Regions from separate parts of the Mus musculus genome. Here regions 1 and 2 are each linked to region 3. Evidence: chromatin contacts called from public Hi-C and HiChIP or PLAC-seq data. All regions are on one chromosome and are shown on one strand. Each heading gives the region's core, a stretch centred on a gene start, on an enhancer-like site or on the middle of the called end of the contact. The rest is flanking DNA. Distances are from core to core; before and after follow the strand shown.

Region 1 (3,977 bases), core at 814-3,313, 390 kb after region 3:
CGAATGGATTCGGCCTTGCACATTTTAAATCCTAAACCTGGACAAGTCCTCAGTAAGCTGAAATATTCTTGTGGAGCTTCTTATGCCAGGGTGTTTGTAAATAGGCGCTGTCCCTCTGCCTCTGCAGTGACCTCATCTCTGCCTCCTCAGACTTTTTCCCAGCCCCGGGTGGGAGCTAGAGGGAACAGAAGATGCTGGCAGCAATCTTCCTCACCAGGGGACCCCAGGTCCCAAAGGGTCTGTGTGACAGTTACACTCTCTTAATGTTATAACCCCCAGCAGAAAAGTCATGTTCTTATCTAAACTATCTTGAGTTAGAAGAACTTTAATGGCTACAGAGTGCCTTGTCAGCTGTAGCTGATCTAAGAAAATAAACATTTTATAACTACGATATCGCAAGCGGCTCCAGACACAAGAGACACTTGGTCCCGATGGATGGTTCTTATAAATAACCAGGCAATCACGCACTGCAGAAATAGCTAGAATTTCTATGACTTCATAGGGAGCCAAAGGGAAACGCCCTTGCAAAGTGAACGCTAAAGTCATCCCACAGTCAAAATGCGGTCAGGCGCCGTGTGGGAGCCAAAGACAGTTTGCTTCAGCCCCAGCCTGGCCTCCAGTAGAGCCACACTGATGTGAACCCCTGCATTGAGTCCTTATGCTTAGGGCCACCCCTTGCCAAATGCACTCACTGAAGGGGCCTGACAGAAAGCACAGGCCGAAACAAACGACCCCACGGCCGGTGGCAGGCCTGAGATCAGCTCCTTAACTCGATGGCTGTGCATTGCTTGCATATGGGTTCTGCCATCTGGAGTCCATTGCCCTGCAGCCCAGTGGGTCCTGAATGATTCAAGACAGGCTGCAGCATCAGTCCACAAACAGAGTTTCAGCATCACTGGTTAAACTTAAAGTGTTTCTGTAACCAAGGGGAGTATCAGAAAAACCCCATCTCCTCGACATTTTAATTTTAAGATTTTATAGTGATAAGGGAGAAAGCGAATTATTTTTCAAGGGAGGGAGATGTAACAATCTCCCTGGGAAACTGTCTTCAGGAACAAGGTACCCATTGGCCATTTCCCCCCGTAAGAGTCAAAACAAGGGAGGCCTAGCCCTGCTCAGTGGCTCTGGTCCCAGGATGGCCAGCTCTGTGAGGGCAGGAATGCACTTACTTTGTCGAGGTCAGCCATGAGAGGTCATTTCAGTTCAGACTGGTCTTGTCATACAGCTCAGGCTTGCCTCAAACTCTTAACAATCCTCCAGCCTCAGCCTCTAGAATGCCAGGATTACAGGCCTGTGGAAGTATGTCCAACCAGGGATAGTCATTTCTCTCACTCCCCCTATTACCTGAGTTCGGGTCAGAGCCCGGGCCCTGGCAGCCCTAACAAGCCAGGCTCAGCCACCATCCTCAACGGACCAACTAAAGAGACAAGTGAGAGTGGAAAAGGCTAATTCACTAGGAAGATGAAGGCATGTCAACATTCAGTGATGACCCCGACCGTGACCCATCTTCAAGGTCAATTCATGAGGTTTAGGTTTAGACATTGGACAAGAAGTACGTAGTCTGACACACGAAAACTGTGTGAAGTCTCTTCCTGGGAAACAAGTTCCCCCCCTAACTGGTGCCAGGCTCCACAGCCTGTTCCTTCTCCCGTCATGAGATTCAGGGAAATTCCATTTCCTTGGGGACCATTGTTTCAATAATCTGATAGCCAAAGGGAGGGGCATAAACATCCCTCTTCAGAATATGTTCCCTCCTGCCAGCTTGGTTACACCCAGATTCCAGCTCTTCTCTGGTGACTGTTCTGTGGGCCCCTGAGAGAGTAATGAAAGCCTAGGAAATACAGGCCAACCCTAGGCCATCCTGGCAAGAACAGGAAAGTTTGAAACCATGGCTTCCCTCCCTGGCGTCAGGAGAGGTAGGCATCAACAAAATTACCTTTTAGCCTTTTTGCCCTTCCCAGGTTTTTCTAGAAGGTTCTAGCACATTCCTCCTGTGACTCAGTGGGGCGTAGGCAGCTGCCCCCGCAGACACCTCCCAGGCAGGAAGTGCTGCACCACTGACTGGGCAGATCAGATCAAAAGAGGCTCAGCTCACTAGAAACTATTGTTCACGTGACATATTTGGGAACTGTCAACTGCAAAGGTCCGCTGAGCCCACAAATGCTGCAGATACCCCAGAAACCCAAGAAGCCTTTTGTATTAGTCAGGGTTTCTATTCTTGCACAAACATCATGACCAAGAAGCAGTTGGTGAGGAAAGGGTTTATTCAGCTTACATTTCCACAATGTTGTTCATCACCAAGGAAGTCAGGACTGGAACTCAAGCAGGTCAGAAAACAGGAGCTGATGCAGAGGCCATGGAGGGATGTTCTTTACTGGCTTGCTTCCCCTGGCTTGCTCAGCCTGCTTTCTTATAGAACCAAGACTACCAGCCCAGGGATGGCACCACCCACAAGGGGCCCTTCCCCCTTGATCACTAATTGAGAAACTGCCTTGCAGCTGGATCTCATGGAGGCATTTCCTCAACTGAAGCTCCTTTCTCTGTGATAACTCCAGCCTGTGTCAAATTGACACAAAATTAGCCAGTAACAATTGACCCCTTGTCAACTTGACACACAAACACATTACTAGTAAGCCTCAACCCTTAGTTCTTATTCATCCCCAAGATCTTAAATAACTTTAAAAGTCCCACAGTCTTTGCATATTAAAAGTTCAATCCTTTCAAAATATCCAATATCATTTAAAATCCAAAGTCTTTTTACAATTAAAAGTCTCTTAACTGTGGGATCTACTAAAATATTGTCTTCCTTCAAGAGGGAAAAATATCAGGGCACAGTCACAATCAAAAGCAATAATTAAACTCCAACTGTCCAATATCTGGGATCCAACTCACGATCTTCTGGGCTCCTCCAAGGGCTTGGGTCACTTCTCCAGCCATGCCCTTTGTAGCACACATCTTGTCTTCTAGGCTCCAGCTGCCTGTACTTCACTGCTGCTGCTGTTCTTGGTGGTCATCTCATAGTACTGGCATCTCCAAAACAATACATGACCCCTTCAGTTCTGGGCCATCAACTTCAACTGAGGCTGCACCTTCACCAATGGCCTTCCATGGCCTCTCACAGTGCCGAGCCTCAGCTGCTCTGCGTGACCCCTTCATGCCTTTAAAACCAATACCACCTGGTTGACTCTTACATATTATCAAGTCTCACTGCAGCACAAGGTACCACCTTGGCTATCTCTAGAACACAGCCTCGGTGCTCTCAGAAAACACTTCCCAGAAGATGTCACCTCAATGATGCTGGTCTCTTCTTAATCACCACTAATTTCTTAGCTCCAGCTAACCAGCATCAATAGTCCCAGTAATCCAAAGGTTTTGCTTTAGTAGTTCTGGTATCTTGTTAATCTCAGCTGATTCTTCAGCCCCAGCTAACCAGAACCACAGAATCTTCACAATCAAAATAGCAATGGCCCTGAAAAGAGTCTTTAATCTTCCCTCTGAAATTTCACAAGCCAGGTCTCCATCTTCTGCACTGTTCTCAACACTATCTTCCAAGCTCCTACATAACATCCCACAGAGCTCTTAACACCAAATGGATCTTCTGGCCCAAAGTTCCAAAGTCCTTCCACAGTCCTCCCCAAAACATGGTCAGGTTGTCACAGGAATACCCCACTCCTGGTACCAATTAGCCAGTACACCTTTCTAGCACCCTGAGGCTGCATTGCAAAGCTGCTCACCTGCCATCAGCTGGTGGCCCAAGCATCTCTCTGTCCACCATTTTTATTTCTGGATCCAGTCCATCCATCCCCTTGAAGAGCTTCCTGCTGGCTGTGACAGCTAGAGAAGAGGTAAAAGAAAAACCAAAAGAAACAAAACACCCAACAACAGCAACAACAAAATGCTTACCCTCTCCTAGACGACCATGGACTCTTGCTTGACCCAATCCCTGCTTACTCTCCCCTTGTCTTGACCGCTGTTTC
Region 2 (3,921 bases), core at 1,389-3,888, 270 kb after region 3:
TCACTTGGGACATTCACTCTATGGGGACTTGTGCAGACCCGTGCTTGGTTTATGGTAAAGACTTTCTGTTTTATAGTACAGAATGGTCTAACCTCGGAGACAAAGGCTTAGCTAACACACGATGGACATAATGCTAACGTGCTTTTATGTTCAGTTTTAAAATGCCTAAAATCAGTCAGATGCATACGGGCGCGGGCCTCCCACCACACCTGTGTGTCATTCAGCTGATTTCTTTCCCTTTTGACCTTTGGAACCGAGGCTCTGCACCTGGCAGAGAAGAAAAAGGGGTGTGGGGGGTGTTGATGCAGACGGACACCTGAGCTGCCATTTTCCTCGTGTGAAGAGAGCAATGTAATAAGGAAGGACTATACAGCCTAGATGGAAAAGGGTTTCCTAGGGGTTTTTTAAACAAACACACCATTGCTGTGCTTTTAGTGAGACATGAATTAGAGTGTGGCTACCAGTGTGCATTGACTAAAAGGTGGGGCAGGGCTTTGAGGACAGTTTCTTCATGAATCTTCCAGGGGACACTTGTCTCCCGTCCCCCATTCAAAAGTACAAAGGACCGTCTCAAGCTTCATCATTTTTAGACTAAGCCTGCAGACGTTCCCCCAGCCAGCCAGACAGCTTTGAGCTTGTCTGATGATTGACTCTTTGCCTCTCTGGGTATCTGTTAGTGAAAGCTGACCTCAGAAAACCTGCCTGCCCAGAAGGAATGTGACTTGGGCTATTGCTAGTGTCACGGGATGTTGAGTATATGTGTATATATCAGTTGACAAATGAAAATGGCAAGTGGCATATAAAAATGTAGGCGGGTTTGCTGTGTCTTCATTTCAAGCTCTTTCCATATGGGTTTGGGTTGTATTATTTTTCAGGTCCTGTGGTTTATTCAGAGAGTATGTGTGTTGGGTGCTCTCTGTGTCCCAGGCGCTACTCATGCACTAGAGGTTCATTTTACACAACAAGTTTGTCCTTAAAAATCTGTGCACATTGAAGATTTTCACTTTTGTTTTTCTTTGAGACACAGTGTCACCATATAGTCTTGACTGGCCTCAAAGTTGTGATCTCCCTGCCTCTGCCTTCTGAAGTATTTGCGTTTGGGGGTGGGGGGCGAGGAGGTTGCACACGTGTGTGTGTGTGTGTGTGTGTGTGTGTGTGTGTGTGACAGGGCAGTTTTCCTATAAACACATGGAGATCCTCCTGCCTCTTCCTCCTATGTGTTGGGATTAAAGACATACACCACCATGTGTAGCTCACACTTAGTTTTATAAGGCAAATATTTTAAAATGCTTTAGGAAAGGAATAATTTTTTAAATAAGTAATTGAATGCAAATTAATAAAACCAAGCTTTTTACATTTTGTCTTCGTCGATAGGCTCCTAACATGGACTTAAGAGTGCATCTGCTGTATGCTAGGCTGTTGTAAGGAGCTGGGGGGTTCGATCGCAGAGAGGTAGGCCAGTTCCCTGTTTTTGTGGTCTTTCTAATCCAGAGAGACAGAGAAGCAAATGATAACCAAAGTAGTTTTAGTTGGTGGTCAGTGCTAGGAAGAGAAGTAGAGAAAGAAATTTGAGGACTGGGTGGGGTGGGGCCCAGCAGCAGGGAGCTGGTGCAGAGAGGTCACTCCAGGCCAGGTGGGTGAATGAGCGGTCTAAAGACTAGGCTGGGTGTGGACTTGCTGTTAATTACAGTAAGGAGCCATAGATGGTGGAAAGCAGCGGTGCTGTCCACTGCTGCTTGCTGTGGATGGGGTTTCTTAGGCTGTGCTCCAGGCTGCAGTGTCTCTGTTAGGAGGTGATGGTGTTAGCCTAGACTTGGGTAGTGAGGAAGGAAGGTCACATCGCTGTTTTTCAGCGTTTGAAATGATCTGTCTTGCCGGCTGTGCTCAGTCTGCTTTCCTGGAGCGATTTGTTGTTCAAGAGTACAAGTGTGTCTTGTTCTTTGATCAGCTGCTCCTAACCACAGCCTTCAGGCAAGTCCTGTCCTGGCTCCCAGCTTGTATTTATTCACTGCGGAGGTGCTCTGTGGGCTGGAGTAGCCCATGTTGGGTGCCAGTGGTCAACTGGACTTGCTCTTCAGGTTTCTAGAGCATAGCACGGCCACTTTAGAGTCCCTTTCCTGGGAGGGGTCCACCTGCCTGCTGCCAGTGTTTATATAGGCAACCTTGCAGTCTTGCTTGAAGTCAGTCCTGTGTTGGTTTGTCCATGAGATGTAGCCTTAAAGCACAGGCGCTTTCTTTATATTTATTAATGCTATATTTAATTAGTGGCTGCTTAAGTTTAATAAAGAGCGAAGAACTCCTTAATAATAGTCAAGCCATCCCTTGAACTTGGGAAATGTGCTGCCTCTGCTAAGCACAGCTAGAGTAAGCCACACTTCAGTACAGCTGTGGGGGAGACTGTCTCTGCCTGTAGTGATGCAGATTGTCTTGGGCTAATAACTCAAGCATAGGCTGTTCTTATGAAGACAGAATGAAGGAATGCCGGAGTGGAAGACAGTCTCCAGGAGAACATAGCCCAGAGCAGGCCTCATCATGACAACAAGGTTAATCATAGTCTGTTCCTTGTAGGAGTTCACTAACTCATCTTAGACTGAATGTCTGTACCCTAGTAGTCCCCTTCTGTCAAAACCCTTCTATCCTCTGCCCTTTTCCCGGGGCATCTCTGATTAATCATTCATTGGGTGAGTAGAGAATAATGGGAAGGGTGGGGCGGGGCTGGGTTTGTCAGACAGACTTGCCTGGGGGGAAAGCCTTGAGTATGTATGGTGTGGGGACTGCAGTCTCTTGTAGGTGGGGGACACTGGGCATCAGCTCAGGTGAGGCTGGACAGGTGACATGTGAAATGTGGCCTCCTTCAGAAAAGCTTTTATCCCAGGACAGTGGGGATCCTGTAGAGACCATAGCTTATCTTCCCTCAGATTGTAAGCTGTTGGTCCACTGTGTGAGGTGCCTTGTGTTGTAGATATTAAAGTATTGTAGTTCTTCTACTAGTCTGAAATCACTGTGAAAACCAGCCTGGGGGGCTTTGCCCCAGTGTGTATGAATCACATGGGTATCCCAGGTAATGTGGCTGTAGTTTTCTTGGTCTCAATGGGAATACTTCTAATGAGTGCCTGGGTGATGTGGCTGGTCTGGGGACTGCACTGTGAGTAAGAAGGCTCTCATATTTTTTTTTTAAAACATATGCCATACCGGGCAGTGGTGGCGCATGCCTTTAATCCCAGCACTTAGAAGGCAGAGGTAGGCGGATTTTCTGGGTTCAAGGCCAGCCTAGCCTGGTCTACAAAGTGAGTTCCAGGACAGCCAGGGCTACACAGAGAAACCCTGTCTCGAAAACAAACAAACAAAAACATATGCCATGGTTTCACTTGGGTTTTTTTCTTTCTATATTTTGTTTTTTATTATTTTTTGTTTGTTTCATCTGCAAGAGAAACCTAAAAAAAGAAAATCAGTGACCTTGAAATTGGCTGTCTAGGGAACCAAAGTGGAAGAGGTACTTTTGTACCTCATACTCCAACACATTGTTTAAAAATTTGAATTTTTTATGTAGTAACCATTCAGTTTATCAAGTTCAAAGTCTTTGGTGTAAACACTTCTTTGTACTTACATCTTTGCTCAACATAACATTAGAATATTATCACAGTCTAGGAATTGGAGTAGTGTTTGATGAAAATGATACTTTGCCTCCTCTCCTTTCTTACAAAAATACATTTCAAGTGCTATTAGAACCAGTAGACAGCAGAGCAGTTGCAAAGTGCCGGGGCAAAGGACCAAGAGGGACTTTTCGGGTTGTGCCAAACAAGGTGGGACCCTCAGAATTGGTCAGGGTGACATGGTGAGGAAGAAGTCCTAGATCTTTTGAGACACAGCGTGATGCCAGTGTGCTCTCCACAGCTGGAGCCAGCCGGCTGTCTCCCTTCC
Region 3 (4,036 bases), core at 1,264-3,763:
GAAGTGAAGCCCTGGCAGTGGTGGCGCATGCCTTTAGTCCCAGCACTTGGGAGACAGAGCCAGGCGGATTTCTGAGTTCGAGGCCAATCTGGTCTACAGAGTGAGTTCCAGGACTGCCAGGGATACACAGAGAAAACCTGTCTCAAAGAAAAAAAAAAAAAAAAAGGAAGTGATAGAGACTGCCACCCACCCTCTGAGAAGCTCTCTGTCGGTTCTCCACTGTATGGCTCAGATGACTACATACTCCTGATGTGATGTTTGGGCATCTTAGAACTAACTACCTTACAATTTAAGTCAGGTTGCTGAGGCTGACCTATCCTCTATTTTCTCTGGGAAGCATGGGGGACAGTAGAAAGATGATGAATTTAAAACCAAACAGGCTGTATTTATCCCCCCACCCCCCACCCCCCTCTCCCTTCCCCCTACCTCCCACCCCACCCAACCAATGCTTACTGATACAGTGCCTATGTAATGACAGGCCTCAGTTGATCTACAGAGAATAAACACATCTTGGGTCATGAGGAATAAGTTTTAAAATACACATGAAGCACCCAGCTAAAGCACACGGCAGGCTGTCTCTATCAGATGCCATCTCCTTCTTCCTACTTCTGGACTTGGAGTCCAAAGAGATCAGCTGCCAGATGTTCCAGGCTCATCTCTTGATACAGGCCCTAAGCCAGCCAACAAACTGGAAGTTCTATCCTCTCCACCTTAGGTACTTCATTCTTTTTAAGCACTAACTTTCACTCATAAAAGGTTACTAATAGCACCACTCCGTAGAACTTTCTTCAGTCACATTGCAGGCCTGACACCCGGATGTTGTTCAGAAACCCAGCAAAACAAAAACCCACTCTAGGAATGGATTTCTCCTGATGATGGCTGGTTACATGCCTCACTTACTAAACTGTAACAATCTTGCTCCCAGGTTCATCTTTTCTGTTATTGTTCCAAACTCTGCAACAAGTGATACCACTTACTACCTGCAGTCTCCAATCTACGTTGAAACTATGTTGTAGTTACAAGTCTCGGGAAAGAAGCCCAGGATGCACGGGAAAATCTCCCATCCAATAGAACGAGTCACCAGCTTCCCTTTCCCCTGGGTAGATGGCTGAAGGAAATGCGGATCTGCTAATAAATACCCAGGAGACACATCGTCTATCTATCCTGTTCCCTTGCTAGCTCGTTCTGATGCCCATGAAAAAGTAAAGGACAAATGAGAAGCAGGCTCCAAAGCTCCGAGTGACTAGAACATTCTCCAAAAAGAAGAGCAGCACGTATATTTTATAGAGAAGACAGTCACCGTTGGAAGCCTTCCAGCTGCTTATTATTTGGGCCTGAAGAGGAGCCACCCCTGAAGGCAAGCTTGGCAGAGCCTGCTGACGTAAGAATCAGCCTGTGGTAACCCCAAACGGCCAGGAAGGCTTAACTTTTTTTTTTTAAGTACTGCAGCGAGGTGGCAATTAAGAGGGGGAAACAATTATTAAGAATCCCTGGTGTGTGCCTTATAAAAACAGGAGCACAAGGCAAAGGCGTCCTTAAGTAAAAGGTAGACCTCTTAGATTTCAGTTAGAAACTCCCGCTGATGGCTTGTAGTTGAAGACAGCACTCAGCGTCTCGGCTTGGTGGCTTCCACCCCGACCACAGAGGTTCCTTTTGTGATGACAGGATTTGATACAAAGAAAAAGCAGTATACATTATAGATGTCTTTCCTCTTTCCCGGCCTAATTTATCCAGCATGTATGGGAAGGAGTGAGAAATTCCCGACTTACTAAAAGAATCCATAACCACCTGCAAAGACTGGCACTTTCAAGGCTTTAACATAATGAAAAGGAAAGAAGAAAATAAAGCGAGGAAGGAGGCTGGAAAGCAGAACCCTATCCCGGGTGTCAAGATATTCGCCTGGTGAGGCCTCTGAGGACCAGGACAGTAGAAAGGGGTCCACGGCTAGGGAGAAGGCATCCCAGGAAAGCGACATCCTGAAGAATCCGAGTTGGGGTCCCGCCGTTTTTTAGAAGCGGCGGGGAGGGAAGGCGGGACCCCGGCAGGCGGGTGGGGAAGGACTGGAGCCGCGCTGCGCGCCGCACCCTGCCCGGGCCACCCCGGGACACCCAGATGTTCAGAGCCAGATCCGGTAGCACAGCAGGGCGCGCGCAACTCAGGGCGCGGCGGGGTTGTGGGCTCGACCGACTCGTCGAGCCCCTGGCTCCCTTCCGTGCGCAGACCCAACTCACCAGGCGTCCCGACCAGGACCAAAGCACTCACCGGCGGCCACCAGCGGCGAACTCACAGCGCCTCCCACGAACACTGAAGCAGCAAGCACAGCGGACCCCGGGAGTCCCCACAGAGCCATCGCCGCGTCCCTCTGCCCTCCTCGCCCCGGCCGCGGCGTCCCGGGTCGGGGTAGACGGTGCAGCTCGAGGGCTGCCGGGTGGATTGAATGCAGGAGCTCGGCCCCCGCGAGCCCCTACCCGCTCAGCCTGGACCCGCCAGGACCCCGCCCACCGCACGGAAGCCCCGCCCCTGATCGCCGCGCCCCGGTCCCTTGAAGCCTGGACCCGCCTCCGCACGCATGACCCCGCCCCCGAGTCCAGGCCGCGCCTCTCCTGTCACTCCCGCTTCCCCTCTAAACCCTTGGGTCGCGTCAGCCGCGCGCCCAAGCCGTGGCCCCACCCCGAGCCCCGCCCACTGCTGACCCTCTCCGCCTCCTCTGCTGGGCGGGCTAACCCTGCCCAGCCAAGTGGCGGGTCTGCGCGGGAGCCTCAGGCTGGGGCGGGTTACTCCCTTCTCCTGGGTCCTGGGACTAGTCAGATGCGGGAAGAGGAAGGCAGAGGTTAGGCCAGGAAGCCCAGGATGGAGAGCAGACAGGACCAGCAGTTTCAGAATGGCGCGATGTTTTTTTTTTTTTTCTCAATCGGAGTCTTTACCCAGTTAATTAACCTTCGTTAGTGGTCTAGGAAGGAATGCTACGTTCAAAGTCATGGTTGATCGTTTAAACATTAAGGAGAATAAATTAAAAAAAAAAAACTTTTTTAATTGTCCCCATCCCATTCTGTCTAAGCTACTTCTATTGAGGAACACGTCCCCACACACTGGTTGTTTGCTTGCGTTGGACTGGGTTTTGTTTTAATCATCTTGCAAACACTCCCCTGGAACAATTCTTCAACTTTCCAGTCACTTCTGTCTTCATATCCTCACATCAGCTCGGTAAGGTGAGTATTATCCCCATGTCACCGGCCAGGAAGTGAGCTCATGAAGTCTGCATGACCTGGGCCACCATGATCCATGTATCTCCAGTGTTTGCTTGCAGGTTTAATCTCAGCTCCTGGCTCAAGGACAGCATGCACTAAGAGGGCAGAAGTAGTTGTTAAAGGGGAATGTACCTTTTTCTGACTAGCTTCCTTTTAACTAACCAATAGCCTCGTTTTAACTAATCCGTGGAGACTCCACACAAGGTCCTTAAAGCCCAGTCCTGACAGATGTGAGCTGAATGGAGGGTGGGTCTTCAGCCCCTTCTGTAAACTGACTGGTGGCCTCTAATGCTCAAGGGGGAGTTATTTCTCCTCTCTAACACCCTCCACCCTTCTGTTACAAATAGCAATGATGTGAGAATTACCAGGGAGAGAAGCTGAAGGTTGGAGGCCCTGCCCTTTGAGTCAAAGACAGGAACTATGGATCCTATGCACAATTTGTGGCACATCCTGTAGTCTGACAAATGTATCAAAGGGAAAGGTCTGAGAAAGAATGCAGAGGAAAGACATTGTGCTGGCCAGTTTTTTTTTTGTTTTGTTTTGTTTTGTTTGTCAACTCAACACAAACTAGAGATTTGTCTGAGAACCTCAATTGGAAAAAAATATCTCCATAAGATCAGGTTGTAGGCAAGTCTGTAGGGCATTTTTCTTAATGAGTGATTGATGGGGGAGGGCCCAGCCGATTGTGGTTTCTGTAAGAAAGCAGACTGTCCAAGCCACGAGGAACAAAGCCAATAAGCAGCACCCTTCCACGGTCTGGGGGCCAACTCCTGCCTCCAGGCTCCTAC

What was found. A called contact is a pair of places that touch in the nucleus more often than the background predicts. HiChIP or PLAC-seq counts read pairs in DNA pulled down with a chosen protein or histone mark.
Region 1: a Hi-C map of uterus shows a contact between it and region 3. The contact joins the enhancer-like site here to the promoter of Rell1 in region 3. A contact is called at or near these places in 3 of 484 Hi-C or Micro-C datasets (B cells, myocytes and uterus) and 2 of 115 datasets of contacts at active chromatin or transcription factors (effector CD8 T cells and pancreatic cancer cells).
Region 2: an H3K27ac HiChIP or PLAC-seq map of extraembryonic endoderm stem cells shows a contact between it and region 3, with 5 times the contacts expected there. The contact joins the enhancer-like site here to the promoter of Rell1 in region 3. A contact is called at or near these places in 5 of 39 promoter capture datasets (the 3T3-L1 cell line, the HPC-7 cell line, cranial neural crest and 2 more), 16 of 484 Hi-C or Micro-C datasets (CD8 T cells, the G1E-ER4 cell line, LSK cells and 9 more), 8 of 115 datasets of contacts at active chromatin or transcription factors (effector CD8 T cells, embryonic midbrain, embryonic stem cells and 5 more) and 2 of 9 other capture datasets (adipose tissue and liver).

The regions. Positions count from the first base shown.
Region 1 is chr5:64,358,633-64,362,609 of GRCm38.p6, forward strand. No RefSeq gene overlaps it. Among named protein-coding and RNA genes, the nearest start is that of Gm43837, 17 kb to the right of the region's middle. Within about 2 kb of position 2,064, at least 146 of the 459 cell types and tissues checked have an H3K27ac peak or open chromatin away from gene starts, as enhancers often do. A contact at or near this core is called in B cells, effector CD8 T cells, pancreatic cancer cells and 1 more, where this site is marked.
Region 2 is chr5:64,232,818-64,236,738 of GRCm38.p6, forward strand. All of the region lies in intron 2 of Tbc1d1 (TBC1 domain family, member 1), which reads left to right. Among named protein-coding and RNA genes, the nearest start is that of Gm46913, 13 kb to the right of the region's middle. Within about 2 kb of position 2,639, at least 41 of the 459 cell types and tissues checked have an H3K27ac peak or open chromatin away from gene starts, as enhancers often do. A contact at or near this core is called in the G1E-ER4 cell line, extraembryonic endoderm stem cells and muscle stem cells, where this site is marked.
Region 3 is chr5:63,966,384-63,970,419 of GRCm38.p6, forward strand. It overlaps Rell1 (RELT-like 1), which reads right to left and starts at 2,514. Exons shown (of 7, transcript NM_145923.4): 1 at 2,263-2,514. The coding sequence starts at 2,350.